2 separate regions of the Mus musculus genome follow, and region 1 is linked to region 2. The links are chromatin contacts, called in public Hi-C maps. All regions are on one chromosome and are shown on one strand. The core of a region is the stretch at or near the end of the contact, and the rest is flanking DNA. Distances in the headings are between cores, read along the strand shown. Region 1 overlaps Gna14 (guanine nucleotide binding protein, alpha 14). Region 2 overlaps Gnaq (guanine nucleotide binding protein, alpha q polypeptide).

Evidence for each region. A called contact is a pair of places that touch in the nucleus more often than the background predicts.
Region 1: a Hi-C map of the N1E-115 cell line shows a contact between it and region 2, with 4 times the contacts expected there. A contact is called at or near these places in 16 of 484 Hi-C or Micro-C datasets (the 63-12 cell line, the AML12 cell line, B cells and 11 more), 3 of 130 datasets of targeted methods (CD8 T cells, embryonic fibroblasts and epiblast stem cells) and 1 of 9 other capture datasets (embryonic stem cells).

Annotation. Positions count from the first base shown.
Region 1 is chr19:16,525,630-16,528,718 of GRCm38.p6, reverse strand. The region is part of intron 1 of Gna14 (guanine nucleotide binding protein, alpha 14); the gene reads right to left. Among named protein-coding and RNA genes, the nearest start is that of Gm41811, 56 kb to the left of the region's middle.
Region 2 is chr19:16,370,487-16,373,603 of GRCm38.p6, reverse strand. The region is part of intron 5 of Gnaq (guanine nucleotide binding protein, alpha q polypeptide); the gene reads right to left. Among named protein-coding and RNA genes, the nearest start is that of Mir496b, 57 kb to the right of the region's middle.

The sequences.
Region 1 (3,089 bases), core at 214-2,713, 160 kb before region 2:
TACACAAATACCACCGTGTTATAACTGCCTACAGTATTCAGGACAGTGATATATTGCATAGATTTGCAGTCTATACACACAGCCTATGCTTGCAGAGGCTGTATCATCTTGGTTTGTGTAAATATAATCTATTATGTTTGGACAATGGCGAAATGTGTTTTACAGAACATATGGCCATCATTAGGTTAAGCATGTCTGTACTTTTCAATTCTTATCTGTGTCCGTCAAGAGCCTGCTATGTGAGCTGCTTGCCTGTCCTCTCACTGCCACTGCCTTCCATAATAAAGGCAATGGACAACAGCTGGCAAGACACTCAGGCCAGTAACAGATTCACCAAAAGACCTCCTGTCTGCTTCCTGTCACCATAATTGCTGACATCTCAGCAGGAGAGCATCAAGACACCCCTCCTTCCACTCCACCCCACCCCACCCATCTCTTGCTGTGAAACTCCACTTAGGCAGTTTTGCCCCCTTTTCCATTAAGCAACTGTTCTTTCTTGACCAGTACCCTCAGCACTGGGTAAATGGACATGTGTCTCTTGAGTATAGATAACACATGTTCTATTCTCCTCTCCACAGGCTCCCTGCTGACTATGAGCGAGGGCTGTGGGCCTCTGGCCTTGCAGGGCTGAAAGCTTTCCTACAGTCGTCTTCTTGACTATACTGTCCAGAAGTGTCTCCTAAGCCTCAGTCATGTGTGCATTAATATTGTGATTTGGGCATCTCCATATGATACTTGTGTGACTATCTAATATTTTATTTTATATATTGTTCAGATGTTTGTTATAAGCTATGAAAACCTTGTATTTCCTGTGATGACTAAAGTAAATAAAAGTGACTTTACAATATCCCAGCAGAAATTCTTCCCAGCTTTTTGGGGAATTACCCACAAAAGATCGTCCTATGTAGATAAAACTATTCCTTCTACTACTCATCCAAGAGGCTCTCCTAATCCTGATCCCTTCCCTCTTCAGGGCCTCTGAAATTCCACCAGGAACCTTATGCAGATACAGAACAGCAAGGCTACAAACACAGAGCTGAAAACAGGCCCAAACCAACAACTACAACAACAATAACAACAACAACAACAAAACCCATACACACAAAAACATCTGTACACTAAGACCCTACACCTCTGAGACTGAGAACACAAATTAAGGTCAAGTATTAATTTAACTTCAAATAACACAAGAAAGCTCATTGTGAGGGTGAGGGGGTGGCAATAAGTTGCTTTTAGAAGCCAGGAAAAAATAGAAGGCAAAACAAAATAAACCTTTTGAATGATAGACAAGAGATAACTGAACAGAAACCAATTGTTCTAGAATGTACCCAGAATCCAGAAAGACTGGCTCCCTGAGAACTAAGGCAGGGAACTAATCAAGTTCCTGAGACAGGCAGTGACCTAGCACATTTCCTGACCTGCAAGCCCGCCTCCCAGAAGCCAGTGTTCTCAGCCTAGGGTTACAGCAGACACTCTGGAGACAGTACAGCTTAACTCACAAAAATGAAGACAGATGGGGATGTCACCTAACTTACATTAGCAACAGGCTGAAGGGCTATGAATGCGACCGATTGATTGCCAAGTGGGCTTTCTCTAAACAGGGATCTTGTTTCTCTTGATAGAGGACACACCAGTGTTCAGGGATGGATAGTTATGGCTTATCGACCTCCATGTTGATTCCGTTTGGGAAAGCAGTTAGGAGGGGGTTGCCTGGAGTGGGAAGACCTGCTGGAGATGCAAAGCCAGCTCTTTCATGCCAGGTTCCTGCTGCTCGGCTTTCTGATGAAGACCTGGTGCCAAACATACTGTGGGGCTCAGGTTCTCTGTCAAGCCTTTTGTGGAGTCGTGATAAATAAACTCAGAAACCGTCTTTTGTAACCTTTACGTTGAAGCAGTTCTCACCTGCAGAGGCCTGCCCAGAGGAAATTGTTGTAACTTTGTTTGGTACTCTCCAGCTTGGGCTGACCTTGGGTCACGGAAGTTTCTGCAGCTGCCTGGGCTGCTGTCCTGTGACTTGTCCTCCTGCAGATATGGGTTTATGAGAAAAGCGGGCCAGCTCTGGGTAAAGCCAAAGAACTAGTCAAGAAGCGAGAAGCACCCAATGAAATGCAGATTCTCTGTTCCCTAGTCCCCAGCTGAGTCTCATCTGCCTCAGTGAGAGCCTGGGAATATGCAGCTGTGGCCAGTAGTATGGAGGCTTCTGTGACCTGGAGGGAGACACTGCTGCAGGGTCCCTCTGAAGGACATTTCTGATAGAATCCACCTGGGACAGAAATGTTCCAGCTGCTACATCGTCTTCAGTTGAATCGTCTTCAGTTGAATTTTTCTACCAAGTTCCGATTTCATTTCTTCATGAATCCTCAGGCCCCCAAGGCTCTACTCTTCCATTTCCAAGGAGAAAATATTTTTAGAGAAGCAGTAAGATTCACTTATTCAAGTCTGCCCAAGCCTCATTTCACCGTCAAAGCCGTGGCACCTTCCCTAGCTTCTATTCTCTTATGTTGAGGAATTCCTGTGTTTAGCCATTAAAGGACAAGAAAGATTGACTTGTGCAACAACTGAATGGGAAGCAAATCGAGACAGATTCGCAGCTACTCTTTGAGAACAAGGAGCTAACAGGAGGTTTTTAAAACAAAAAGGGAAAGTTGAAAGAAATTAAATGATGAAACCTAAAAGCCAGCTTAAGATACATATTTTTTAAAAAGAGGAGGGATTTAACAAATGCTGCATTGCATCTGATGATCTTTCGGATTTATTAAAATGCCCAGTTATCTTTACGATCTAGGCAAAAGAAAAAAATGCCATGATTCTAAGCACATCAGCCCCTCTCAGAGGGAGATATCACATCCATGGATGTGAGATATGGATGAGAGATACTTTTTAAGAGTTCATCTAGGCCAACAGGGTCCCTACAAAAGCCAGATGACTTAGTTCAATCCTGAAGACCCCCATGGCAGAGGAACTGAGTACCCCAAGCTGCCCTCTGACTCCCACATGCACACAGCTCCCCATCCACACCTCCACAAAACAATCAAACCTGCAATAGAAAATTTAAAGGACCCCCAACTATACTGAATTTTTAAGCCTAT
Region 2 (3,117 bases), core at 439-2,938:
TCCTAAGACAAAGCAGGCTGGGCAGGGGCGGGGGTGGCACACAGTCTCACAGCCTCTTCTTAGGTTTTTAATAGAAACTGCCCAAGAGGATCAAAGAGGACCCAGTACAGGCTTCACTGTGGTGGACAATATTCTGCGCTAACTAGTTGCCATGGCCTCCACCTAGCCCCAAGGAGCCTTTCTATCACTTTCCCTTCAGCTAGTACTTCTGAACTCAGCTGTGTAGCTTTGAATGCTGGAACGGGGCACAAGAGACGGAAGCCACCTGCTAGGGTGGGGGTGTGCCTGCTCTTTCTTCCTTTCGGGGTCACAGAGAAAGGCCATGTGCTTGGCCACAGATGTCTAGACTCTATGAAGCCACCATGCAGACATGGAAAAAGGAAGTTCCCAGCCCACACTGTAGTAGTCAGCCACAGCTGTCTACTCCTAGTCCTGGCCCTGCCTGTCTGTCATTGCAGCAAGAGAGTGTGGCCAGAAATCTCATTCCTTGGTTGAGCCCTGCTTAAGGCCACAAGGATAGTTCTTACCCCTCATCACTGTAATGCTCTGTAATGTTTTCTCCTAATACATGACTGCTAGCCGCAGGCTAAATAAAGTACTAGTCCTAGCCTGACACTCACAGCTTGACACTGCCTGATTCACAGACCAACCTAATCCGAGCCTCTTCACAAATGTTCTCCTCCATATAGAGATCCCGTGTCACTGCCAGCTTACAGTGCACTCTGTTGACCCACTGACCCATAGGAGCTCCAACTTCTAATCCTTCAGGCCCAGGTTCCGTGGCTTTTCCCACACTTCTCTGGGCCTCTGGGTCTTCCACCTGTTTCCGGCTGGATCCACTGTGCTGGTAACAGCCCCTGCCTGGAACTGCAGGCAGCTATACCACTACAGGACTCACGGCTCACATGGATGAAGGAAGGATGTGATGGGAATCAGTCAGACCAGGATCAAGGGCGACTTTGGGTTGAAGCTTGACAGAATGAAAGGCTGTGAAGTGTGAATGTGAAGCAGAGGAAACACAAGCTCCAGAACCTGAAGGGGCCATGCTCCAAGTGCACCATTCCCCAGGGCTTCTGACTCCAAGAACCTGTGCACTAAAGAAGAAAAGCCTCTGTTTGGGTTACAGAGGCCATTTTCTCCTTATCTGCAGTGTATACTGGGGACAAGCATGGTGCAAACATGGTAGGCTCTATGAAGAACACACACATCTGTATGGCTCCAACACTAGGGGTCCTGTTGTAACTAACCACTCAGGTGCAATATCCAGGAACAGGCCAGGGCATGTTCACAGGGCCCTAGTCCCCTTGAAAGCCGGTTTTCCACAGGCTAGAGTCTGGTCCACGTCTGCATAAAAAGTTCCTGAAGGGCCTAACCCAACGGCATCTCACGTCTGTCCAGTGGAGCTCTGCTGCTCATGGGCAAAGGCTGCATTTTCCGATTCCTCGTCAACACGCTGGTGCTTCTCGCTGTCCAGGCAACAAAACTAAGCTTGGAACAACACTTTCAACAGCCTTTCCACCTCACTGCTCTGTCACCAATACACACACGCTCTTTCTCACAAACCAAACTACCAAACCAGACCAAGCTGACAACAGGATCCTTAACTCTTTCAGATGACACAATCTATAGGGAGGAAGCAGAGTCCTGGGTGCATGCTTGTTGCCATGGCGTGGCCAGGTCACCCCATGACTCATCCCCATGTGGTGGTGTTCAGAGGAATGACAGAGCCTTTCTTGTGTCTGAGGGAGAATATAGACAGCAGGGGGAGAAATTCTCCACTGCAGCTTTCTCCTCCTGGATGTTTGTGGCCTCAAGATTGCTCCTATGAAGAATAGCTTCCATGTTCAACTGCATGCAATAACCCTGCATCCTGTTCAGCTGTGTGTCATGAACAGCACTTCTGAGCACTGCAGCCTCCCCACCTGAGAGACCAGATGACCAGGTCCCGGGATCTTAGCTTTTCTGTGTTCCTTCAATCACTTGCTGCCCGAGTCAGGTCAAGGCTGGACTGTGGCATAAGTTACCTGCCTCCTTGATATTTTGCCAATTTTAGTAGCATGATAAATCATATAAATTCTTCTTTTTTTGGGGGGGGGTTGTCTTGGAACTCACTCTGTAGACCAGGCTGGCCTTGAACTCAGAAATCCGCCTGCCTCTGCTTCCCAGGTGCTAGGATTAAAGGCGAGCGCCACCACTGTCAGGCACTCATATAAATTCTCAAGTAGTGCTTGTTCCTACAAGATGCTGAAGAAACAAACGTGTAGAAAATCAGATCCCCTCCTGCCTGAGGGCTGCCGGTCATCTGTGAGTTGTTTACAGCTGGGGTCTGTTGTCAGAAGCAAGAGAAGCCGACAGGAAGCTTCTAGGCTATAGTGAGGCCTCCCAGTATCTGGAAACCATGGAGGGTAAGTGGTCCACAGTGTCACCTCCTGATGCCGGAAACACATGGATGTGAGGTTTCTAGTCCTTTCCATTAGAACACTCTAAACGAGGTCAGACAGACAAGCAGATGCACAGACAGAATGTACACAGGAGGATGCTCATGAAGCAGATTGCTCAGCAAAAGGCTAAAATAGTTTACAACACTTTAAAGAAGTCATTAACCCTGACCTTCAGAGGTTAGGGCATTCGCCAGCCACACACTCATTGTCTGCTTGGTCACAGGTGTCCTTCATGAACTGCCCATGACAGAAATACCACACAAGGTACCGTTTTTTAATCTGTACCATTCTATTTAGGAAACTGGAAAACAAGGTCATCAAAATAAGAGGATTTTATGCTTTGGAAATCCAAGACAACATCTTAAGCATCAGCCTTAACTTCTAACTGCTACCACAGACTTTGTTATTTCTTTTCATATTTCTTTTCATTTTCATATTTCTTTTAAAATACTTATATTAATTCTTTGAGAATTTCATACAATGTATTTTGATTATATCCACTCTCTATTCCTTCTTTAATTCCTTCCACATTCACCTGCATTTCTCTACGTGACCCCCTACAACCCTGCAGTATTTGTTTTTAATAATCCAGAAAGTCCAGTTTGTGCTGCCCATGTGCTCATGGGAGTGGCCATCTCTTCCAGTGGCAGTGGACCTACTGGAACTAAAGTCTTCA